Linked DNA regions of Mus musculus: all the other regions are linked to region 1. The links are chromatin contacts, called in public Hi-C, HiCAR-type and HiChIP or PLAC-seq maps. All regions are on one chromosome and are shown on one strand. The core of a region is the stretch at or near the end of the contact, and the rest is flanking DNA. Distances in the headings are between cores, read along the strand shown.

The links. Hi-C and Micro-C count contacts between places; a contact is called where the count stands out from the background. HiCAR-type assays count read pairs that join an accessible place to other places. HiChIP or PLAC-seq counts read pairs in DNA pulled down with a chosen protein or histone mark.
Region 2: a contact with region 1 is called in a Hi-C map of muscle stem cells, with 5 times the contacts expected there. The contact joins the promoter of Ube3c here to the promoter of Selenoi in region 1. A contact is called at or near these places in 1 of 39 promoter capture datasets (pre-B cells) and 1 of 484 Hi-C or Micro-C datasets (muscle stem cells).
Region 3: a contact with region 1 is called in a FOXA1 HiChIP or PLAC-seq map of pancreatic cancer cells. The contact joins the promoter of Eif2b4 here to the promoter of Selenoi in region 1. A contact is called at or near these places in 1 of 39 promoter capture datasets (pre-B cells), 1 of 484 Hi-C or Micro-C datasets (muscle stem cells) and 2 of 115 datasets of contacts at active chromatin or transcription factors (microglia and pancreatic cancer cells).
Region 4: a contact with region 1 is called in an H3K4me3 HiChIP or PLAC-seq map of forebrain, with 3 times the contacts expected there. The contact joins the promoter of Agbl5 here to the promoter of Selenoi in region 1. A contact is called at or near these places in 1 of 39 promoter capture datasets (cranial neural crest) and 2 of 115 datasets of contacts at active chromatin or transcription factors (forebrain and memory CD8 T cells).
Region 5: a contact with region 1 is called in a HiCAR-type map of astrocytes, with 2.1 times the contacts expected there. The contact joins the promoter of Tmem214 here to the promoter of Selenoi in region 1.
Region 6: a contact with region 1 is called in an H3K4me3 HiChIP or PLAC-seq map of neural tube, with 4 times the contacts expected there. The contact joins the promoter of Slc30a3 here to the promoter of Selenoi in region 1. A contact is called at or near these places in 1 of 39 promoter capture datasets (pre-B cells) and 3 of 115 datasets of contacts at active chromatin or transcription factors (embryonic forebrain, large pre-B cells and neural tube).
Region 7: an H3K4me3 HiChIP or PLAC-seq map of forebrain shows a contact between it and region 1, with 4 times the contacts expected there. The contact joins the promoter of Khk here to the promoter of Selenoi in region 1. A contact is called at or near these places in 2 of 115 datasets of contacts at active chromatin or transcription factors (forebrain and large pre-B cells).

What each region holds. Positions count from the first base shown.
Region 1 is chr5:30,230,893-30,234,134 of GRCm38.p6, reverse strand. It overlaps Selenoi (selenoprotein I), which reads right to left and starts at 1,554. Exons shown (of 10, transcript NM_027652.3): 1 at 1,320-1,554. The coding sequence starts at 1,376.
Region 2 is chr5:29,567,826-29,571,497 of GRCm38.p6, reverse strand. Ube3c (ubiquitin protein ligase E3C) reads right to left here and starts at 2,256. Exons shown (of 23, transcript NM_133907.3): 1 at 1,918-2,256. The coding sequence starts at 1,983.
Region 3 is chr5:31,191,548-31,194,763 of GRCm38.p6, reverse strand. Eif2b4 (eukaryotic translation initiation factor 2B, subunit 4 delta) reads left to right here and starts at 1,625. Exons shown (of 13, transcript NM_010122.2): 1 at 1,625-1,771; 2 at 2,139-2,182; 3 at 2,476-2,611; 4 at 3,017-3,216. The coding sequence starts at 1,741. Snx17 (sorting nexin 17) reads right to left here and starts at 1,460. Exons shown (of 15, transcript NM_153680.2): 1 at 1,299-1,460; 2 at 821-895. The coding sequence starts at 1,361.
Region 4 is chr5:30,887,280-30,890,638 of GRCm38.p6, reverse strand. It overlaps Agbl5 (ATP/GTP binding protein-like 5), which reads right to left and starts at 1,705. Exons shown (of 16, transcript NM_001374737.1): 1 at 1,115-1,705; 2 at 259-519; 3 at 1-40. The coding sequence starts at 473. It overlaps Gm35795 (a long non-coding RNA gene), which reads left to right and starts at 1,684. Exons shown (of 2, transcript XR_376844.2): 1 at 1,684-1,792; 2 at 2,645-3,359. It overlaps n-TYgta9 (a tRNA gene), which reads right to left and starts at 2,556; the gene lies at 2,468-2,556. It overlaps n-TAagc15 (a tRNA gene), which reads right to left and starts at 2,124; the gene lies at 2,052-2,124.
Region 5 is chr5:30,867,618-30,871,020 of GRCm38.p6, reverse strand. Tmem214 (transmembrane protein 214) reads right to left here and starts at 1,442. Exons shown (of 17, transcript NM_144525.4): 1 at 1,203-1,442; 2 at 233-432. The coding sequence starts at 1,353.
Region 6 is chr5:31,092,231-31,095,862 of GRCm38.p6, reverse strand. Slc30a3 (solute carrier family 30 (zinc transporter), member 3) reads left to right here and starts at 2,336. Exons shown (of 8, transcript NM_011773.3): 1 at 2,336-2,600. The coding sequence starts at 2,506.
Region 7 is chr5:30,920,045-30,923,341 of GRCm38.p6, reverse strand. It overlaps Khk (ketohexokinase), which reads right to left and starts at 1,783. Exons shown (of 9, transcript NM_001310524.1): 1 at 1,335-1,783. The coding sequence starts at 1,426. Emilin1 (elastin microfibril interfacer 1) reads right to left here. Exons shown (of 8, transcript NM_133918.2): 7 at 3,125-3,262; 8 at 2,067-2,727. The coding sequence ends at 2,390.

The sequences.
Region 1 (3,242 bases), core at 305-2,804:
ACTGAATAAAGCTGCCACTTTATAAAAACTTGCTCTAAAAGTCAAGACTCATTTTCGAAGAAAATATTTTGGCTGCCAATCTTTGCAGTGCAGCACAGATAACCAAGAGGGTGATGCAAACACACACAGGAGGTATCTGGGTTAACAGCCTTCTGACCCAAGCCACTAAGAAAGCTCTGCAATTTCTTCCTTCCCAGTTACAGTTTTAAGGTAAGTCACCACCTTAATTCAGAATAGTATGGTCCAACACTGCTTCAAAGAAGAATATCCTAGGGCCTTCTAAAGCCCCTGGGTTTTTTTTTTTCTATTTCAGTTAAACAAAATGAAGATTTTTCCCCCCAAAATATTAATTCATTGCACAAATGTTTCCTGGATGACTACTACCCACAGGACTAGCCTCATCATTTGGACATTCTATTCGGCACACACTAATTTCATAAAGGAACAGATTGCCCTCAAGAAAGGCTTACCAAAGATGAAACACCAAACCTCATTATTTCACATTAAGACACCTGGATGGCCAGTAGTTCCCTGGGGGGACTACTAAATCTGTATTTTGCAACCCCAGAATGCTGGAACCACCAGCATTTCTTGGGGGTTCATGCCGTGCCAGACTCTTTTCAACCCTTTCCAATATACTAAGCACAAGAGAAACTCACACTTAGGCTAAAGAGCCTAAAAGAGAGGCTGAGTAGGGTTTCAACGACTCGTCCAAAGCCAAAAGAAGAAACTTGACTTTGGCATCGCGTTTCTATGTACTCCAAAGCCCGCGCGCTCTTTGCACTATACAGTTTCTTCTAGTGCACAACGTCTTAACCTGCAGTGCCAGCGCTACGAGCCTCAGTGAAAGCCCTTTTCCAGGGGTAGGGTGGAGTGCATCTGCATTAAGGCCTGAAAAAGTCACTTCCCTCCCTTAGCATCCGCTAAAAGACCATCCAGATCTCTGAAGTTGTAAGCACTGAGAGGCATGTGAGAAGCTCATTCAAACGACGACCAAAAGAAGGGAACAACACCCTCTCTGGGAAAGGCTGAAAACCCGCCGCAGTGACAATTAATAAGGAAAAGGAGAGAAAGGAATTTCTTCACCCCACTCTCTAAGGAAAAGGCAGTCTCCCGCGGGGTGCCAAGACCGGGCGGCCGGCCTAGGATGCTCCCAAGCTTCCCGACCGCGACCTCCCGCCCCCAGAATCCCCTTCAACAACGCCCGCCGGCGCGCCACGCGGCAGGCGCAAGGTGACACGGACCGCGCCGGCCCCTCGCCGGCCAGGGCGCGGCCCGGGCGCGGGGGAGATGGGCGACCGCCTGCTCGCCTTCTCTACCTTGTACTTGTCAAAGCCCGACAGCTGCTCTGGGCTCACGTATTCGTAGCCAGCCATGACGACCCGAAAACTGAACGCCCACTCCGCAGCGGCAGCGACACTGCGCGACAGGGCAATGAAACAGGAGCAGCACACGGCGTTGTGCAGAGCTAGGAAAGCCTGGGCTGGTAAAGAAGGTAGAGGCGCGCTCCGCCCACCGCGCACGCGTAGCGCACCCAGTGCGCAAGCGCAGCCCCGCGGCTCCCGCGGGTAGGGACACCGCCCCTTACACGGCCCGCCCCCAGCACCGCCTCAATCCAATCGGCACGGGATGGCCATCGCCAAGTCCCGCCCCTCCTACCGTCTTCGTCGCTTCATTTGCCAGAGTCAAAATAGGTGAACTGAAGTAAGAGGAGGAGTGAAAGGTCAACTTCCCAGCAGCCTTTGCTCTTGTCTCTGCTATAGGAACCCCGAGTGATTGTGTGGGATGCTCGCATAATCTTGTGGCCCGGGTGAGTGTGTACGGGGGCGTTCGAGGGGAAGGGCGGAGGCAGGTGTGTGCCACAGCGGGCTGTGAGCGCCTGGAGCTTCGGGATCCTGAAATGATGATGTCGGGCGAACGGGAAACATCGAGTAATCCAAAGGGACTTGAAAATCAGTCCCTTCTGATCCATGATGCTTGTGAACCTTGGACTGCCTCGTCAAATTCCACTGGTTCAGCCGGTGCGAATTCCAATTGCTTAAGTCTCCTCGATTCCCCCATAAAACCATTGATCTCTCAATCTCGACGGGGCCCTGTGTTTACAAGGAGTGATTTTACAACTAGGGCCCAGTGCATTGTAGAAAGAACACGTCACCAGTGGTTAATATGTGTCTAATAATAGGAAATGTTTAATAATTGCTACTTTTTATTGCGTGCCTTACGTGCAGAGAATTTTGCATACATCATCGCCAACCCATTAACTTTGAGATGAGAGGCATTTGCCCCATTTCCCTTAGCACACAGTCCGGAGTTGTGTATTCTCCAGTACCAGCAAGAAATTCAAATTACAATGCCTATCCAGAAGCACTTATTTGGTTGGAAATGGTTAGCCCAATTAGAAATATAGCCCTATTAGAAACAGATTATCAGTGAGTCTAATAGTTCCCTTGTTCCCTGGAATGAGGGCAATTAATTTGAAATCTCCACTTAAGTTCCTTGGAGTCATTCACTTAACAAATTGCTGTCAGGACCTAAGATATGCTAAGCACAGTTTCCGGCTTTTTTGAGACAGGATCCCATACCAGCTCCTAGCTAGCCTGGAACTCACTATTCAGCCCAGACTAACCTCAGATTCATGACAATATTATCAATATCAAGTGTGAGCCACCACACCCACCTCTAAAATGTACAGTTCTTAATGAGATGATGCATATAAAGTGTCCATTAAACCAACATAAAATCTTTGCTATGTAGTTTTTCTAGTCAATATAAATATGACAAAAAGAATCTTGTCATCAATTTTTTTTTAATATGAGCCTTGCACCATTCCATCTGAAATACAAACCATACTTAAAATACTTTAACTACTTGTGGAAAAACATTTAAAAGTGACAGGATAGGGCTGGAGAGATGGCTCAGCCGTTAAGAGTAATGACTGCTCTTCTGGAGATCCTGAGTTCAACTCCCAGAGGTGGCTCACACCCATCTGTAGCTCCAGTTCCAGCGAATCTGATGCCCTCCTGTGGCCTTCAAGGACACTGCATGCACAGGATGCAGGCAAACACACACCCATACGTGTAAAATAAAAAGTAATTTTTTAAAAACTTACACAACTGCAAACTAATAACAGTACATGAGCTACACATTTATTATCCACTTTACATCGGCTCACAACCCCCCTCCCTCCTCTCTTCCCAGTCCCACCCACCCTTACCAGTCCCTTCCCCATTACCACCCTACCA
Region 2 (3,672 bases), core at 1,007-3,506, 660 kb after region 1:
GAGTCTGAGGCCAGTCGGATTCCAGTATAAGGTCCTGTCTCAAACAATATACATGTAGATAATGGTAGAACTGAAGCACTGGAACCCACCACACACCTACTTCAAACTTTCTACATTGTCCCTTCAAACCCATCCTACTACTTCCCACCTTTCTAGAGCATGTCAACCAATTCTGTGTTTCTGTATTAGCCTGAAAGAAGTACAAAAACAATTGAAATAAACAAACAAAAAAACCAGTCATTAGTACACCATAACTTTTCAAGGTTTAAATCTTATCTCCCCAACAAACTCCCCAATAAACTCATCAAGTCTTGGACTTTTCCAGCATATAGTTCTTAAAGATAATAAACATAAAAATATTCATTAACTTTGAAAAAGGAAAAGATCAATTTTCCACTAAGCTGAAGAAGGGAAAGATTTCAAATTATAATTTAAGACATGAATGAAGTATACTAGAATGGCCATTAATTCCAAAGACTCTTAATATCACTTACTGGCCAGGATCTGAGTCAGTGGTGCCCTCAGACTGCTGGCTGTAGGGTAGTGGGCACATCAACTCGGGAAGTAACGGGCAGTGTGCACCAGCAGAACACAGTGTAAGCAACATCCACCAAAGCACCCATGAAAACCAGGATGGGTTAATTATGGTTTTTTCAGGTCCTGAACTAACAGGGACACAGTGGGATGGAAGAATCTATCAAAGAAAGCACCTAGCTCAAGAAGCAAGGCACAGAGGCTGACCAAGCTTCATCTGACCTCGTTTGCACGAAGCTCAACGTTAAAAGTGACCTGTAGAAACTGGTCAGAAAAGCAGTTTGCTTGGTGAAGAACAATTATGGGTAGGATGGGACATTCGTTTTCAGGAGTGACCATTTACAAATGTGTGTCCAGATAAAAATCCTTTATAAAATGAAGCTGGAGCAAAGGCTCAGCAACACTGCTCTCAAACGTACAATAATTTGGGGGAAAAAAAAAGACAAAAAATTTTACATTAAAGGGCTAGGGAGATGGCTAAGCAGTTAAGGTCACTTATTGCTTTTACTGAGGGTCTGGGTTTTCTTCCTACTACCCACATGTCAACTCACAAGTGTCCTTAACTCCAGTTCCAGGAGATCGGAAGCCCTCTTCTGACCTCTGCGGGAACTAAGCAAGCCTGTGGTGCACATTACATACATGCAGGCAAACACTCATATGTATAAATTTTTAAAATAAAGCTTTAAAATTTCGCCTAATGGGAAAAAAAAATCCTTTTAACAACTCTAGGGATCCTGTCTGGATTCCGGGCTCGGCCTAGAGCATCACGGCCGATTGCCTTCATCCTTCAGACAGCCCCAAAAAGCCGACCAGTGTCAAAACCATCACCAAGCAAAGGTCCAAAAGCGACCGGGGCCTCAGGCCTCAGGCAGGCAAAACTCTGTATTGCTCCGAGTGGGGCAAGCTAAAGCGCGATGCAGATTACAAAGACCTTGTCCTACCTGCCCCCTCCCACTTCACAGGCACGAGGGACTCTTCCCTAAGCTGTTCTTGAGGGCAAGGCACTCACTCCAAGCTTTGTGAGGAGCGGGTATGTCAAGTTTATAGCTTGTAAAGAGTTCTTAAAGGGCGGAATGGGGGCGGGGGCACCTGCCTCGCCCTGCTGGACAGCTAACTGTGTAACGCCCCCAGCCAGACTGCCAGTGCACGTGCTTCCAGGTCAAAACTGCGGCCCTTGGGCAGGCGGCCGCGAGGTCGCAATGAATGACCCAGCCGCTCAGTCCGCGGCTCGACAGCGCTCCTCTGGAGCCTCCTCACAAACCTGTCAGGACTGCACCGCAGCCGCACCCGGCTGGAGCTCGCTCCACACCTTACAGCGGAGCAGCGCCGCCTGGGTGCTGTCAGACCCGGGTTCGGTTAACACCTCGGGCCGCACCGCCTCACCTTCCTGCTCGCGCCACCGAGAGACACTTTGGGCCTTGTCTTGAAGTCGCCTTCGAAGCTGAACATCTTCGCCGCTTATCCCATCTGCGCGGCCCGGCAGGCAGCGGAGCGGCCGGGGGCGGGCCCGGCGGGCTGGGCGGGGCCCGGCAGGGTCGCGGCCTCGCTGTCCCGCGCCGCCCCCCCCGAGGCTCAGCGCTCTCCGCCCTGCACGCGGGCGCGAGCGCGGCGACGCTGGAGGCCGGCCTGTCCCCGCTGCTTATTTATCCACAGCGCGCCACCGTCAAGCGAGGGACGCCCCGACTCGCGCCTGCACCGCGCTGCCGTAGGTACCAAGATGGTGACCGCCCGCACTGCGCGCGCGGTCCCGTGAACGTGCGCGGTCATCGACGGCGCGGCGCTCCTCCCGGCAGCCCCCGCGAGCGCGGGCACCGACGCCAGGGCCGCCATCGATAATACGGTGCTCCTCCCGGCAGCCCTTGGACTTGCCTGCGTGCGCGGCTCCGCGGGTGCAACATCCTTCCGCGCGTGCGTCATGCCACCAGACGATTTCCGCCGCCCGCCGCCCATTGACGCCGACCGGGTCGCGCGCACTGCTGGAGACCGGAAGCCCTGCATAAGAGGCCGCTTTCACCCTCCAGCTAGATGTGGGGGAACAGGTTACTAATGCAGAGACTCTACACCATGACAGACAGAGACGAATAATATATGTTATACGAACAAAGGTATTCGTGAACACACACCATACAAATACACAAATGCACACCAACAAATGAAAGTTATATTCATATATATATTCACATATTCATATATATATATATAAATGCATGCCAAATGTATAAATGCATCATAAATACATAATGCACAAATATACCCTATCATATATCTATACACTTATGCATGTTTAATATATGTATGTACATGTATAAAAACGTGCTATTACATATACATAAGCACAAACATAAATATACACAAAGTAATGTAAATGAATCGATGTCATATACAACATATATACATACACATATGTCATACAAACCAACATAAATATATATCATGTATGCATGCATATATACACATATACATATGCATAAAACAGTATGCATATACATAGAGTTTAACACAAATACATGCCATGGCATGCATAAAAAAAATATATATTATGCATATATGTCATGTACATGCACAGTATTATATAGTATATGCTCTGTGTACATACATATATGTTATGTATATTGTGTATACACAAGTATATATACAGATACATAAATATATCACATACACATGCATTACCATGTGCACATGATAGAAGACATCTTGTTTTGCTTTGTTTTTGTTTCTTCTTCAAAAGATTTATTTATATGTATGAATATTTGACCTGCATGTATATTACGTGTCTGTGAATTATGTGTGTGTGCTTGGTACAAGACAGTGCATTGGATCTCTTGGAACTGGAATTGCCATGTAGGATCTGGAACTGAAACCAGTTCTTCTGCAACAAGTGCTCTTAACTTATGAGCCATGTCTCCAGCACAGTTTAATTTTTTGTTTTTGAAATAAGGTCTCACTGTATAGCCCTAGCTGGCCTGGACCTCACAGTGATCCTCTATCCACTGCCTGTTAGTGTTAGGATTAAAGATCTGTACCACCATACAAGCCAGTCCTCTTTTTAATTAAAAAAATGTACATTTTAGTTTACTTAGTGTTTATGGGGTAGGGTGCATGCCATGATGTGCATGTGGAGGTCAGAGTACAACTTGT
Region 3 (3,216 bases), core at 376-2,875, 960 kb before region 1:
AACACAGGAACTGAGTGGTGACAACTAAGACTCACCCAAGTCCTCCTGGGTTCTTCTAACAACTCTTTAAAAGACGTGTGACAAAAGATGACTTTGGCAGAGTCAGGACCCCCAAAGATCTTAGGTATAAATTCTTGTATGTGTTCATGTGAAGACATTATAGGGTGATTTTTCATGGGGTCCTGGGTCCAGGAGCCCTTTGATTTACATAGCAAGACTGCTCAGTAGAGAACATTTATAGGGAACACTTATGTGCACAGATAATAAAGTCATAGCATACTCAAGTGTGTTGAAGGGACTTTGCTGATCCAAGAATCTACTTTTTATCTGGAGAAACTGAGGCGGGAAGAAATTAACTTGCTCAGGACTGACATCTAGTAGAAACAGGGCTCTCTAGAGATTCACTATCTATACAGAGCTCACTATCTGGTGAGGGGGGAAACATTTGGACATCTTATACACTGATGGGACCAAGAACACACAAGGAAAGCAGCGAATGGTTTGTATTAATCCGGGGAATGAATTCCCAAGTTATAGTTTAGGTGCCAGAAGGAATGTGCTTTGACTAACAGGGTTCAGTTTTTCCATGCAGGGGCAAAGGATGAAAAAGGAGACAGCTCAGAGAAGGAAGGATGTGTGAGTATAGGGAAGTACAGGAACTGTGAGAGACAAGCCGCTCAGAGAGTTTCCGGAAATGTCACGCTAACAAAGTCCACCTTCCACTGTAGCAGTGATTATAGGGTGATGTAATGAAAGGGGATTAATGTCCGTGGGTATGGAAGGGCTTGAAGCTGCATCTAGACAGGGTTGTTAGTCCCACCTGCTCGTGCAGCCCCAGAAGCTGGCTGTAGCGCACCCGACAGTGCAGGACTCCATTCACGTGAATGTTATAGGCCTGAGGACACAAAAGCAGGCAAACATCTCAGGATCGACGTGCAAACCACCTCTTGCCCCAGAAACCTGTCCGGAAGTTGCCTGACATATCCGTCTGCGCAACGCTCCGAGACTTCCCGGGATTTAGCCTGTTTTTCCCCCAGGGCCGGGTTTCAAGCAGAAGGCCCAGTCCCGAGGACACTCGGGCGCTTGTGCGGCAGTATCCCTCCCGGAGATGACAATAGTGCCCACCGCCAGAGCAGTCGCGGCCTGGCCGGGGAAAGAAGAACCTATTGGAGCTTGGGGTGGCTTAAGTACGAAACTGAGACATGAGATGGCTTCCAGTGAGGTTCGAAGGCTGGAGGCCGCTCCGAGAGCTCCGGCCCGTTATCCCCGCCCTGGCCCAGCTTCTAGCACCTCCTCACCACGTAGGCGGAGCCGCCGCTGTCCCCACTGCGGGACTCCGTTTCAGGAATGGAAAAGTGCATGTTCCCTAAGGCAGAGCTCCGTACTACCAGGTTCGCAGCGCCTCTGCTCGCTTGCCTCTGCCACTCAGCGCGTCTCCGCAGCCCAGCTCGCCATTTTGGTGGGCCTGAACTCCGAGGTGGGAAGGCTGTAGGATGACGGCTCTGCGAGCAGCAACCTCGGCATGCTGGGAGCTGTAGTCGAGCGCCGGAGACGCTCCTAATTGGGAACCCAACATCCTTTGGTCCTCACCGCGACCCGTAGTCCTGGGCGGGACCCAGTGCACGCCGGAAGTTGTAGTCCGCTGGGGACTGACTCCGCGGGAGGCATCAGGGGAGCCAGCAGCCCAGGTGGCGCTGTAGTGTGAGTGACCTCGGCGGGAGGAGCCTAGGACCCACAGTCATGGCTGCGGTGGCGGTGGCTGTTCGCGAAGGTGAGTGAAGGGCTAGATGCACCAAGTGGTAGAAGAGCAGATGAACACTGGATCGCTGATGCGGGGTCCGGAGCGCCTTTGGGCCTTGCCGCCGGGTTTCTGCACGTCGCGGGACTCTGGTTTACAAGATCTAGGGCGCAGCAGGGTGCTGCTTGCCGGCTGTTCCCAGAAGGGTGACTGACCCTTTTCCTCCCACGCCTGTCCTTTGATCCTGCCGCGCAGTGCGTCCCCACGCGGATCCCAGAGCGCCTCGCGCCCGGCAGCCGAGCTGTGGTCATGCCAACCCAGCAGCCAGCTGCGCCGACGAGTCTCCCCAAGTCCTCCCGGAGCCTGTCTGGCTCACTCTGTGCCCTGTTTTCTGATGCAGAATCGAGATCCGAGATGAAGACTGAACTTTCTCCTCGGCCCGGGGTAAGTGAGGGAGAGACCTCCTAAGTCGCCTGTCAAGAGCTACACAGAAAGCTGTGTCACCTTCATTTGGCCCCATCTCCCATCCTTTTCAGTTCATCTCTTAGTAGAACTGGGAGATTTTACAGAGCTTAACGGTGTGTGACTATGACTGAAGAAGTTTCTCTCCTTACTTACGTAGACTTGTAACAGAAGTCAGAGAGTGTTAGGAACTTAACCTTGGGGGAATCTAGTAAGCATCTTGATAAACCTTTGGAATGGCCTGGGGTAGAGCAGTTCCCGTGTCTGTGTCTCAGGCAGCAGGGCGGGAGTTGACCCAAGAAGAGAAGCTTCAGCTTCGAAAAGAAAAGAAACAGCAGAAGAAGAAACGGAAGGAGGAAAAGGGGGCAGACCAAGAAATTGGCTCTGCTGTGTCTGCAGCTCAACGGCAAGGTGCGGGGACGCTTTAAACGGCCGGGGGTAGGATGCTGGATGAGGGATTTGCAAAGGGAGATAGAACAAAGTTGGTTTGAGCAAGTACAAAAGCGGTTACTTGGAAGGCAGAGCCTGATGGTGCTGGCTGGTGGTGGCTTACAGCACACCTTTAACCCCAGCACTAAGGCCAAAGCAAAGGCAGGTGGATCTCTGATGAATTCCAGCCTCAGTCAAAAAAGGAAAAAAAAAAAAACTTAGATAAGGTAAAAGGGAAACTAAGGCCAAAGCAAAGACAGGTGGATCTCTGATGAATTCCAGCCTCAGTCAAGAAAGGGAAAAAAAATAGATAAAAGGGAAACTTTGGTTGGGGCAAAGAGATCACCGTCCTAGAGCCCAGGCACCTCTTCCCTCTGTATTTCATAGACCCAATCAGAGAACTCCCAGGACCTGGTAGTCAGCTGGGAGGTACTGCTGGGGAGAAACTTCCAGCTGGCCGGAGTAAGGCAGAACTTCGCGCCGAAAGGAGAGCCAAGCAGGAGGCAGAGCGGGCCCTGAAACAGGCAAGAAAAGGGGAACAAGGAGGCGTCCCTCCTCAGGCCTGCCCCAGCACTGCTGGAGAAACC
Region 4 (3,359 bases), core at 456-2,955, 660 kb before region 1:
TCCTGGAGTCCCTCCCCGGACACTGAAGTAGAACCATGACCTGAGAGCCAAAAGAGAGACCAGCTGTTGGCTGTGGGAGGGCCAGGGAGAGGATGTGGGGAAAGCTGAATCAAATCAAGTCCAAACAGCAAAGGGCTATCTGGTAAGGAGGGAAGGGGGGAGGGTTTACAAGAGATACTGTGCTGGTGCTCAAAGTCAATGCCTGACTATAGGATGCATCCAAGCACTCGGCCTTCCCACCCCCTGCAGTCCTCATACCTGTTGCCATTTTCATATTCCGTTTCAGCACAGTCAGGCCGGGTCCACACGTTGAACTCGTAGTCAGGGGAAGCAGCAGACCCACTAGCGGGGGCTGTTGCCACCCCTCCTACGCCTTCCCCATCACTAGACACAGTCTCCACCTTTTCCACATGGGCTAGGTTCCCTGAATCAAAGCGAGAACTGAACAGCAATCCCCCACAGCGCAGCTCCATGGTGGGGCTGGGAAAGCATCCTCTTGCCCCACACAGGCCCTGAGAGCTGGGGGGAAAAAAAATCAAAGTTGGGATAGGGAGGAAGGGCAGAAAATGAAACAATGTGTTTGGTATGTCTGGATAAATGAGAAATGTCTTTTCTACTCTATGAAGCAAAACGCTCTTATTCATAGAAAACCTGGAAGTAGCCTTTCAGTAAGATCAAGAGAAAGCACAACTCTGTCCCTGGACACCCAAGGAGTATGAGCGACCTAAAAACACCCTATTTTACTACATCACCACCGTTCCCCAATCGAATGCTCACTAGCTTCCTTAGTTGAGTTGGAAAACGCTAGATTCTCAAGCTTTTTAACAACCTAAGAGGCAGAGACTCGAGGTCGGGTGGTTGCCACTGACTCTATGAGGGAGAGGCCATATTAAAATTTCCTATATTGGCTTTGTACTGGACAGCCCGGAGCAAGAAGAACCAAGTTTCTAAGTGTAAATGGTAGCTTCCTTTCTTTACCTCTTTTGTCTTCACAAGCACCGACTGTAATTATACTCGTTTCTCGGAGACCTTGAAGAGCGTTGCTACCACCCCCTTCCTCTACTACGCCTATTATGAAAACGTAGCCTATGCCCGGCCAAAGCCACTTGCTCACCTGCCCTGAACCTCAGTTCCAATTAGGGTCTGTTTCCATCCTCCCGCCCTGTAGACACGAGCCCGTGCAAAAGCTACCCTCGAAGGTGTGGGTAACGGGCGTCCTAAGCACCCCTAGGAAGGCTGGGCCAGTAGAGTCCCGCTTGGAAGCAGCAGGCAGCTCCTCGATTCGCGAGGACCCTCGCGCTGCCTGGCTTGTCCAGGGCAGGGTGGGGTTTGGAAGCGTGGGAGGGGTCGAGACAGGTACACTGGCGGACAGGAAGGCGGGTCCTAGGGGTCAGAGGTGAGGCCACAGGAGCAGAGGGAGTCAACCAAAGGCGGGGTCGGCGGGCCGGCCGCGGCAGGCCGGGGGGCGGGGTGGCATTCGACGGGGGCTCCGGCAGAGCGGGCTGAGAAGGGGGCGGGGCCTGCCGGCGGGGCCGCAGTCCACGCGAAGCCCCTCACCTCTCTCCGGGCCGCTGCTCCCGCTCCCTCTCCCGCTAGCGAGGCGGCACCTCGGGCCCCGGCACCCGGGCCCTCCACCCGGGACCCACACAAAACCAGAGAGCCGCGGTGCCGGGACCCCACTCTGCCAGGAAACAAGAAGTCTCTTGCCTATTGGCCGCAGCTGCAGCTGGCTACCCGCCCAGTAAAGCGCACTGCCATTGGTCGCCACGCAGGGTTCCGTGCACGTTGGCAGGTACCTGTGAGGGGGCCGTTTGGGGGCTTCCGCGGGCCACCGCCGTGTGCGGCTCACTAGGCGTCTTCTCTGTAGGCGGTTAACGGCCCGCCTCCCCGAGGCGGGAAAGACAGAGCAGTGAGCAGGAAACAGGAAAAGACTTACCTGTGAATAAGAAAATAGCATGTGAAGCCGATCTTTGTTTACCGTGCTCCTAGCTCTACTGTGTAACGAAACGTGGACACAACAGATCATGAGCCTGATGGTGTGTAAAAGGAAGTGGAGGATGCGGGCATCGATCCCGCTACCTCTCGCATGCTAAGCGAGCGCTCTACCATTTGAGCTAATCCCCCAGCTGTAGTGCTGTACCTTCCTGTAACCTTTACAAGGTTTCCTGAGACTCAGTTTTCTAATGTAGTTCACAATATAAAGTAGGATGGAGCCCTCAGCAAGATTTTGAAACAGAGCCATGTAATACATACATAAGCAATAAGGACTTTTCTTGAAGTACATGTCACTATAGCTTTAACACCTAATATGCGAACAAGGTACGTTGTACTTCGACTACTTAACTGCTATATGTACTCAAGGGGTTTTCAACGTAGCCAGGAAAATACACTGCCTATCCTCAAGTAAGCGTTTCCCCCACGGAGCAATTGACCTAGGGTGTAGGTAAACTAAAAGTAGTGCACGAAGTCCTTCGAGCCGGAATCGAACCAGCGACCTAAGGATTACCATATTGTACTGACTACAGTCCTCCGCTCTACCAACTGAGCTATCGAAGGCCCCGCTGCGTCGGGCTGCTGCAGTTTTCCCTCTAATGCTTACCAAGATTTTTTTTTTTTCCCTAATGTGTTTCTGCGTAAACTAAAGGATCCCGGGCCAGAAGAAAGGCGGGCTTGCAGGCTCGCACCCTGCGGCAGGAGCTCGCCGTGAGCCGGATTGAGGCTAAAGCTGGGGCGGCCTTCCTCTCGCTAAGCAGACATTAGTTTCGGTGTTTGGGACTACGAATGCTGCTTCTGCTCCAGGTTTCCTTTGGTTTTCGGCGTGATGAAAGTATATAAAGCATGTTGTTCTGATGATGCGAAAGACATTCGCTCCGTCAGCTGAAGTGTCGGGGTCCATTCACCGAGACCCAGGCCAGAAGGGAAGACCGAGCCACGGGAGCGAGGGACCCCTATGCCCTGGACGCTGGGATGCAGCGGCGGCCCGGACTCCTACTCTCCGAGCCCACTGGCTGGGTGCAGTCCCAGGTCCTGCCCTAGTCGCTTATAACCTCGCTTTTATGGTCGAGGTCTGGGAAAGGTTTCCGCCCCACCTGGGCTTCACTGCCAACCAAGTGTCTTCTCTGCCGTGATGGGTTGACCCCTTATCTGGCTCACGTATTTGTTGCTCTTCCTCACAGGGCCAGCCCTCTATTGGCTCACAGAAAGCTCACCCATTTTTTTAAACAAAGGAACAAACTCAACGCCCAGGTCCTCTGTGCAGTCTGCTCTGACTGGCGGAGTGGTTGGGTCCAGGAACCCTCCCCCAGTCGCAGTTCTGAAACACCCAGCTAGGTAGAGAGGTGGTTTGAAATCTTACTTAG
Region 5 (3,403 bases), core at 193-2,692, 640 kb before region 1:
GCTGGGATTAAAGGCGTGCGGCAGCACGCCTGGCTCCAAACCAGCTTTTCTAATGTCTCCATCTTGTTCTTGGGATTTCCATCTTCCTGCTCACCTATGTTTCTGACAAATACCAACATTCTTTCTATTCTAAGTGCACGCATTCTTTCCTTCCACATCTCCATATTGTCTGGAACACCCCTGAGTGTCCCAAGTCCCCATTTTCTCAGTCCCCAAGCCTAGGCACACTTACCGCTTTCAGTGCGTCCTCCAGGCGTCGGAATGGGCCCTGTTTCTGGTTTTGGCTAGGAACAGCTGTCACCTTCTTTGGTTGCTTCTTGTTTATCGGTTTCTTAGACTCTGCAGCAGGGGGTGGAACTTGCTCTTTATTCTGCCGTTTCATGATTTTCTCAAAGCCACGCTCATAAAGAGTGCTTGTAGTCTGGATTGGTGCTGGAATGAAGACAGGTAGAAAACAGCAGGCCACCCTTAAGACCCCAGATCCCACTGTACAGTGGTCTCTTCTTTGTAGAGGCACCTAAGTCATTTAGAGGGAGATTCTGGCCCAAGCCCTCTCTTCCTTGGAAGCAGCTTAGAAAAACAGGAAAGAGCCCTCCGGGTGGCTGATTTCAACCACCACAGTCAGGTCCCAGGCCCTCCCAGTTCTTTATTAAACAATTAAAGTATATGGGAACTAGACCACACTTTTTCCAGCACGGCCTCCACCCCCAATTCTTCTTAGTTCTGAGATGACAACTCTATATACTCAACAAGTGGCAAAATTTTTCTCCCTCTCTGGAGATTGTGGGGACAGGTGACACTGAAATTAACTCCTGGTTGGAGAATATGTCGGGCTATTCATCCCAGTGCTGGCCTTCTCATCCACTCCTCTCACACCTGCTGGTTATATAAGAAGGGGCTCCATGTAGGATCCCAGATGCCTCTGCTCCGTGGCTCAGACACCTGGCCAGTGAGGGCCGGGGCAGCTGAGAGGGTTGTGTGCAAAGGCTTGGACAGATAGAGATCGGAATTCCAGTCTCCTCAGACTCGAAAATCGGCTTCTCTGGACCTCCGCTTCCGACCTATGCAGCGGAGATGACCACCTCTCCTCGTGCTGTCCCTGAGTCACCGTGGCCGGGCTCCCGAGGATCGGCTCCCGGCTCCCGCAGCTGTCCGCCGTGCCCCTGCCCCACAGGCCCAGGTGGGCGGCGGCGGATACTCACAGCTCAGGTCGTATTTCAACACTCCATTTGCCTCCCCGAGCGCCCGGCGGTCACTGCCACCGCCGCCGCCTCGCCCACCGCTGCTTGCTCCAGGTCGCCGGCCCCTCTTCACCACCTCCCAGCCACCGCTACCCGCTGATCTGGCCGCCATGACTTCAGCTCCACCACCTCCCGGCTTTCGGCCCCGGACAACCTCCGCGCGGTGCCACGTCTGCTGCCTCCGCCGCCGCAAGGCACCCTGGGATTCGTAGTCCGTTCGCGCCACGGCGCCGCGCCGAGCGCCTGGGGAGTGATGGCGGCGGCCAGGTTCCGCCCCTGGGGCGCAAAAATCCCTACCCTGCACCTGCGGGCGGGCTCGCCTCTGACCCGCATGGAAATGGGACTGTTCCCTTTTTTCTTATCTTTGCAATGCTCCTGAAGGATGGAATGAAAATAGTTCTCACCTCGGGAGAATTTGAGGAATAAATGTGTTCTTACTTCTTAGAAAGTAGTAGTCTGTTAGCAATTAAACTTCGTATTTGGCGGCCAACAAACTTAATTGCCGAGGAGTGGGACGATGCAGACTTGGGGGAGAAAAGTAGAGCGGCAGAAAGACTGAGAAAACTTAGTAGAGTAGCTCAATGGCAGGGCGAGAAAAGTCTGGGGCAGCCAGGCCATGATCCCTTTGGAGGCAGCCAGGAAAGGACAGGCTCTGGCTCATGCCATGTTCCAGATGTTCAGCCCTAGACTGAAAGAATCACACAGCAAGGTCCCGACCCTAGACGGCCTACAAAACTTGAATGATCCCAGCTAGGGAGCATGATGAATGATAAAACAGCAATGAAAATATCACATTTAAGGAAATATGTTGCTTAGTGTGCTTGTGTGGAACTCATGCTCCCGCACTGCTGTACACATTATCCCCCCCAAACCTCCTTGGTTACTTTTTTTTAGACAGGGTTTCTTTGTGTAGAGCTGGCTGTCCTGGTACTCTCCCTGTAACCAGGCTGGCCTTGAACTCAAGAGATCTGACTGCCTCTGCCTCCTGAGTGCTGGGATTAAAGACATAAACCATCACTGACAAGGAGTGGTCCACTTTTCTTACAGGGTAAATTATTCAGCTGAAGGATGCTTGAAGCCCTAGGAGAGGGAGGGAAGTGGTTTCTGAAACAGGTGGCAGTTGAGATGACTCCCAGGAAGGGAGAATTTTCATTGGTTGGGGATCATGGCTTGTGGAGAGACTGCTTCAATCGTATGGCTTTATTAATTTAGGCAAAGGTCTAGAGTGGTAGACTATATAACAAAACTGAAAGTAGTTCGACATGACTTCATACAATTGGAAAAGGATCATGACCGCCAAATCTGGAGTTTATTCTCTAGACTCTAGAAACTGGAGAGGGAAAAGGTGACATGACCCTTAAAAAACAGCACCCAGGCCTGTGTGAAGGATGGGTCACAGAGAAAGAAGGCAGGTGAGGGATGACCAACCCTTGCAGCCTTCTGGTGTCCTCCATCCCCTTTAGGCCCAGCCATAGCTGCCTGTCTTAGGGGTTCTGAGATGGAATGTATTTGGCAAGGAAGGTATCTGTGCTGATCAGCAGTCAGTTCCTTTTTCAGATGCTGTTTCCCTCTACTCAGACACCACATGGTCCTTTGTCCAATCCCTGCTGTCACAGGTATCATCACAGAAGAGGGCCTATGTTGGGAAGAGAAACAAAACTGGCTTCCCCACTATAGCTCCAGCTGATGGCCTCTTCTGTGCACATACCCACACACAAAGACTCACAGATACATAAATAAAATAATAAAAATTTTAAAAAAGTCTAAATCCTAACCAAAGTTTCTACCACCTTCACCAAGCCTTGCCACGCACGTGTGGTCTACTTCAGTGGTTCTCAACTTTCCTAATGCTGCAGCCCTTCAATACAGTTCTTATGTTGGAGTTACCCCCAACCATAAAATTACTTTCGTTGCTACTTCATAACTGTAATTTTGCTACTGTTATAAATTTTAATGTAAATTTCTGTATTTTCCAGTGGTCTTTGGTTACCCCTGTGAAAGGCTGAGAACCACTGGTCTAGACAATCCCAACAGGTTCACATCCACTTCAGCATTCTTGATCTTTGCTGGGTTTCCACGCCTTGGCTATTATGTCTCTTTGACAAACACACTTCAAGAGGGTGGAGTTGTGTGGATGACAAGGGAATGTATCTGACTCCTGT
Region 6 (3,632 bases), core at 1,087-3,586, 860 kb before region 1:
TGATCCCCCATGTCTGTCATCCATACAGACCATGTGAAAATTCCGGTAGGGCCTCTTGGTGGCTCCCAGAGAAACAGGCACAAACAAGGGGTTTACTGCCAAGCTTTTCTTAGGTAGCTTCCCAAGCGAAGGCAACTGTAGGTCTTCCCCCTGCTGGCTCTGGAGGCGGTGTATTCGGCAGCCAGATACACAGTGAGGCTGTCATCCATCCGCTCCGACGTTCCTTTCACTTCCAGGCCTGCTGGCTTCCCACCCGGTGGCGGGTCCGGCACGTGCCAATATCCGCGCCCCCTCCAGGGCAGTCCGGAATGCTCTGTGCGCGCTACGGGCTGCCCAGGAAGGGAAATCCCCAGAGGAAGCCATTGTTGTCTTGTTCCCTGTTGTCGTCATCGACCCAGGCGTGTCTAAATCGGTTCCCCATTCTGGAGCTCGCCCGGGTCGCTGGGGGCGAGGCTAGTATAGCCATCTCTGAAGTGCAGCATCTTGCTCTTTGGCCACTCCAGCACCAGCGCGATTGGAATCAGGGGAACTCCAGGGCAAGCAGCGAATTTAGAAAACCGACGGCGGTCGGCATGATAAGCTCGCTGGCTTAGCTGGACAGGGACATAATTTCCACCTTGGCTCTGACGTGGGCCAACAAGGTGACCTTGCCTGGTGGCTCTCCTCAGTTTGTCCTCCTGAGACGCAAGCTGAGGCCCTCAAGACCACTGGGGAGGTTAGAAAGAGAGCGCCCCCATTGGTCCAGACACCATCGCACAGGGAAGGCAGACAGTGGCCCCAGGCGCGCGTGGGCGTAGGCCGGCGCCTAGGACGTGCAGGCTGGATTTTCTGCTCTGCTTCTCCGCTCAATACCATCCCTTTGCGCACGCCGCCCCGCAAATCTGGCGCGAACCTAGTCGCACTCTCCCCGGCCGGAACAGCCTGCCCGTTTTAAGCCTCACCTCCTCCGCGAAGCTCTCCCGCCTTAACCCCATCATTTCCAGACACTGTGTGTGGCGCGCTCGCGGTGTCTTTGACTTTCTCATTTGTGTTTTGTTTGGTTTGCCTTTTGGAAATGCACACACAATCTCCTTGTTTGGAACGACCATGCTGAGGGCAGGTATTCAATCCCAGGGCCTTAAATTCAGAAAGCTCGGTGTGTTCCAAAGGATGCGGTTGGTGGTTTTTTTGCCTGGACTCACTACCCCCACCCCCCAAAGCGCTCTTTCCGTCCTTGCTCTCTCCCCTCCTCCCACGGCCCCTCCTCTTCACAGACTGTCACAGCTGAAAGTGTACAATCCAATTCTCCTCCCCTTTCATCCTACAGTGGCGGCAGGTGCGAGGAGTAGAGAGCACTGAGCATTTAAAGTTTCGACTTCAGCCTTGGCCACCGACGGCTTGTAAGTGAGTCCTTTCTCTGGGCCGTTGTCTTTCCCCAAACGAGCACCGCGTTACAGTTAAGTAGGTAAGGAAGGAGTTACCTGCTGACAAATCGAACAAGCAGCGTCCCTCGATAAACAGTGATCGTGGACCCTCGAGAGGTGACAGAGCACCTCCCGCCGCCCAAACCTCCTTATGAGAAGGTTAGGTAACCCAGGCGCTTCAACTGCTAGCCCGGCGCTAATCGGACCCAGGTGGGGGAAAGGATGGGACATTTGCTCCAGGTCACGTGGCATTGTATGCTTCTGGGACTTAGCTTACTCGTCTGGAAAGTAAGGATAATATATGGGTTGAAGGACATCAGGAAGGTTTTTGTTACCCAAAGTCCCTGAAACACGCACACACACACACACACACACACACACACACACACACACACACACACACGCACGCACGCACACACATGATAATTAGCGGTACAGTGCTTGGCAGCAGATTTTGCTCATGCATTCCTATTCCAGAGCCTCCGCAGTGGGATTGCTGGCTGGAGTCCTTAGAGTTGTTTGGGAATGTATCACTGCTCACCCCAGATTCTCTCTGTTTTTCTCCAGATCGATTTGGCACCTGTTTCTACCTCCGCGTGGGGGCCAGAGCCACAGAATGATTGGGCGGTGGGGCAACGTCACTAAACCAGCATGCATAGGGCAGTGTACCTTCAAAAAGTTTGATGTCAGAGGGGTTCCTAGGTGTGAAGAGCCAGTCTGGGAACTGGTGGGGGGGGACTTGGGGAGAGGGCGCTGTGCCGGTTCACCACCACTATAACCTCCACCCCACCCCATCTCACAATTTGGCGCGGGGGAAATGGACTTTGGATTTGGGGGCGGGTCCTGGAGGCGGGTCTTAGGCGTGGGAGATAGAGACTGGGGAGCCTGGAGGCGGGGTTTGGGGAGCTCGCCCCGCTTGGGGCGGGGCTCCCGGGGCCGCGGGCTCTGCAGTTCGGACTCCGAGCGCCACAGTCGCCGCAGTTCCCTCCACACTGGTGGCCCAGCGGGGAGTCCGAGTGGTCCTTGGACCGCTCGGATTTGGCGCAAGGCCTGCCCCGCCTCTCCCCCTCTGTGCGGCCTAGACGGTCTGGGCAGCGGGGACATGGAGCCTTCTCTGGCCACCGGAGGCTCGGAGACCACCCGCCTAGTGAGTGCCCGAGACCGCAGCAGCGCTGGCGGCGGCCTGCGATTGAAGAGGTAGGACAGACCTGGGCTGGCCCTCAGCCCGGGGGGCGCCAGACTGATGCCATCGGTCCATTTCGTTGTCTCCCTTGGCGCGGGTCCGGCCCGCCTCCCCAGCTCCCCGCGGCCCCCCAACTTCGCGACGCAGATCTGCCGGCCGCAGACAGCCCCACTCCCCGCCTCTGCCGCGATACCCCATGTTCTCCTGGCCGGGCAAAGCAAGTCCCCTGCCGCGGCACCCTCAGCCTCCTAACCCCTGCGCCGCCTCCGCCGCTCCGTCGGACCGAGCGGGCCAGGTGCGGCGATGTCCGCATTGCTCCGTGCGCCTCGCCTCCGGGCATTGGAATCCCAGCTTTAGGCCCCGGACCCTTCTCTCCGCACCCCGGTTTCAGGGCGCCCCATCCAGCAGCGGCCAGTTGTGGGCCCCGGCCCTGGGGATCCGCCCGGGCTCAGCGGGCAGCCGCAAGGAGCGAGGGGGCGGCGAGGAAGGAGCAGGTGCGGGATGGGCGGCGGGGGGTATTCCCGGCTCCGCACAGACGGGGCCGGGGGCGGCGAGGTGTGAGATGAGGCGCGGAGCGGCCGGGACAGCGGGCCGGGGGCGGCAGCAGAACCTCCCCCGCACCCCGCGGGCCTCCCGCCGCTCGCCGCCCGCCGCTCGTCGCTGGCTCCGTCTGCCCTGCCATCTCCGGGTGGCCACCGCGACAGGCCCTCCCTGGCCACCTCCTCTGGCCATTTTGTCTTGAAGGAGACTGTCTGTTTGTCTCTGAGATTTGACAGGGTCTCAGGCTTTTTTTCCCCTCCCTTCTGTTCTTCCATTCTTTCTATTCTCCCTCCCCAGTCTTCTCCTTTTGTCTCTGATGTGGTCTTCTGTGTCACCGATTATTTCCTTGGGAGGGGGCCTTAAACCTGAGTGGGTGGGGAATGGGGGAGCAGAGAAGGGCTGCAGGCGACTATAGTTGTGGGCAGCTTGTGGGGCTCCAGCTGTGTCCCAGGCATCTATTCCCATAGCCTTTGACTTGGCATCAACCTCTCTTACTCGCCCAAGGG
Region 7 (3,297 bases), core at 534-3,033, 690 kb before region 1:
CAAGGGCTCTAACCTCAAAAAGAGTAACTGAAAGCAAAGGGTAAACCCCCCAAGATGGGCAGCAACCGACACGGAATACATCAGGGCGGGAGGTAGAGCCACCCACTAAACGTGGGGACATACATGAGCTATGATCATGCTCTGATGCTTGCTACGAATGTGGCTTGATAAGTGCTACTCCACTCCTCCAAATCTCCTGCTTCCTCAGCTAAGGAAAGGGTCTTTCACAGTTCCCAGGGAGCCTGCAACAGTACTCTGTGGACCCAAAGCCCAAAGAGCACCCAGTCCCCCACCCCAACCGCGACCCCGACCCCGACCCTGTGAGTTCAATGCTGTCAGCGTGCTAGTGTCTTGCCAGGGGTCAACCTTGAACTTCCTTTTAACTAATATCCAAGATACAACATTCATTGTTCAGGGTGCTAGACCACGCCAAGAGAAAGCCGGTGCGCCACCCCACAGAATGCCTTCACGGCACAGCAGCACATTGGAGTGGCCTTTATCAAGAGCAAAGATAAGAGCCATCAAAGGACACTTTAACTTCTACCAGACAATTGAGAATGTTCTGAGAACATCCACTAAGATGTTTACCCACCTTTGTAAAGACCCCTCTTGGCACTTAGCTCCAGGAGAAAGCCTGCTGTGGCTCAGGAGCCAAGTTTCTCCCTGTCTGACCCAGAGAGCCTCCAGCTTTGCTTACACTGCCGGCCAGTCCTTGAGCTAGGCAAGGCTCAAACGCCAGGGCCAGGCTTTTAAATGTGAGTAGTTTAACATCACATACCACTCACTGCTAGCGACCTGGTGTTTTATTTTAGCTGTAAGCGGTAAATTAGAAGTGCATAGGCTAGGAGTTGGGAGACCTGGGGGTTTGGGGTGAGGAAAATTTGTCTGGCACCTTATCAGGTGTGTGAGGGCTCAGGAGGGAAAAAAATCATTACAGCCCTCTCTGTAAACTGAGGATTTTGATGATCGGCAGATTGAAATGGTAAACAGCCAACAACACACTAGTGAAAGCCTGGGTTTTGATTCAGGCATACGTTTGCACTCTTGTTAATTCTGGAGGCTAAAGGAGTTTAGGCCAGCTTGGGCTACAAAGCAAGACTCCGAAAACAAAACAACACACCCCCTGGGTCTTGGTTTTAAAGGTCTCCAGTCTCATGTCTTCATTCTCACAGAGTACCCCTTAGGGACCCGGGACAGAGAACGCCAAGCTGAACTCAGGCCTCACCACATGGAGACAGAGGGCTATCCCTGGTTTAGCAGCCGATTAGCAGTGACACGCAAAAAGACAGGACCACAGCGGCCCTGGGATCTCCGAGGGGCTTGGGCGCCCCTACCTGCGATCCGTGTCTTCCTCTGGGTATTTGTCCACCACATTGATGATGTCCAGCACCACCAGCCCCACGCACAGGATCTGCTTCTCTTCCATGAGGCTGCTCCCCAAGCTTCCTACCCGCAAGCAGAGGGGGTTCCTGCTGGGCTCTGCCTCTTATCTACTGGAGGACCGTGTCCCAACTTCTCACTGGCTACCTTGGCTCCTCCTCTGCGTGCAGAACTCCTCCCGCAGGGAGCTTTCTGCTTTGCAAGGGTGGGTTACCTAGCCCGGCCAATGGCAGGCCCTCTCACTTTTCCGCCTCAGCTGTCAAAGCGAAAGCGCACTAGTAATGCATCGCCTTTCCGATCCCTCTGCGCCTGCTGCAGACCCTGGACCACCCGGACTAGCACAGTCTGGCAACAGAAACTTCGCCTTCGCAGGCGGAGCACAGAAGCAAGCGTTCTCTCCCTCGCCCCGCCAAGGTGGCCCACCCGGCCGAGGCCCCGCCCCCCCCCCCCGCGCCAGATTAACGGTGTCACGTGACGGGGAACGCTGCCAGCCTTCGCAGTGGTTCTGGCCTAGCGCCCCCTAGCGGCCGCTGTGGGGACCGGTGGCCGTGACCCTGAGTCCGCAGGTGCCCTTAGTAGGGAGCACACCCAAAGATCACCAGCCTAGGTTCCCTCCGTAGAACTCTGTTTCCTCCTGTCCTGTCCCTTAACTACCCCCAAACATGTACTAGAGCAGAATAGCTATGTTTTGTAGAAAAAAAAAAAGTGTCTTTATTCCTGAATAGTTTAGTACGGTGGTGTGGACTGGGGAGAGCCCTGGAGGGTAGGTTCCTCTTCCGCAGCTTGGGTCCCGGAGAGGGCTCTGGTGGGGACGGCAATGAGGCCAAAGGTCAAGAGGAGATGCCTCGGTCCCATAGACCACGCAGTCACAACGTACGGAGTGACCGATTTGGATGCCTGAACCGCAGCGGGACGTGGTCGCCAGACTTGCCCTTGCCTTGGTGGGTAGCCACCATCCAGGTGGCTCTGCGGCCCCTGTAGATAAGTTTGGTGGTCGGGTCCACCCTGTCTACACCTGTTCAAGCTCTGTGTCCTCGTAGAGCAGGGCTCCGCTGAAGATGGTGAGCGGCTCCTCGGAGTGTGCCAGCTGCCCCATGACCAGGTCGATGCAGACAGTGTCTCCGACCTGCAGTGGCAGAATGAGGCTGAAGACGCCCAGAGCGCCTGGGCTGGGCTGACTTTCGGCCACAGGCTTATTCTCCAGTCCCTCGGGTTCATAGCCTCCCGAGTCTATGCGGGCCACGCCCAGGTTGGAGCGTGACAATACTGCTTCCACTTTCTCATGCCGGTGCCCAGTAAGTACAGCGCTCAGCAAATAGCGTCCAGCCAGTGGTGCAGTGAATACACCTGGAGACAAGGATGACAGTCAGGAGGGGAGACGCTGGCTGGGACAAGGAAGGTCTCTCGGAGAGTGGGTACAGCACTCCTGGCTGTGGAGTGGCCCACCCGTCCTTTCCCTGCTATTCCACTAACTGTACACTGTAGGAATCCCCTGCTGCATCTCCAGCAGTTGCTGCAGAGTGTGTGCTGGAGTCTGTCCCAGTAAAGATCCGTGTGGTGTGGATGTCTCCTCCCCTCCCCCACTCTCTCTTTGCCTAACTGTGGTGTGAGTGCATGGAAAGAATAGAGGTCTTTGTAATTACAAGTGAAAAGCTGTACTTGTCTGCAGAGGTGTGAAGGAGGCATTAGTACTGCTCAGCTTCACCCGTTACCTCACTAGGCCACCCGTCGGCCTTTTAGTTACCTGTCTCTGGGTCATAGTAGCCTCCATCATTGAGCAAGACTCTGTCGAAGGGGACTGTGCCAGGTTCTGACCGTGGCAAACTCAGGGCAGCTGAAAATGCTACCCTAGGCACAGGGGCTGCTGGTGCTCCCTCCGCTCCTGAATAGAGATAGTGTTAGCATGGATGCTCATAA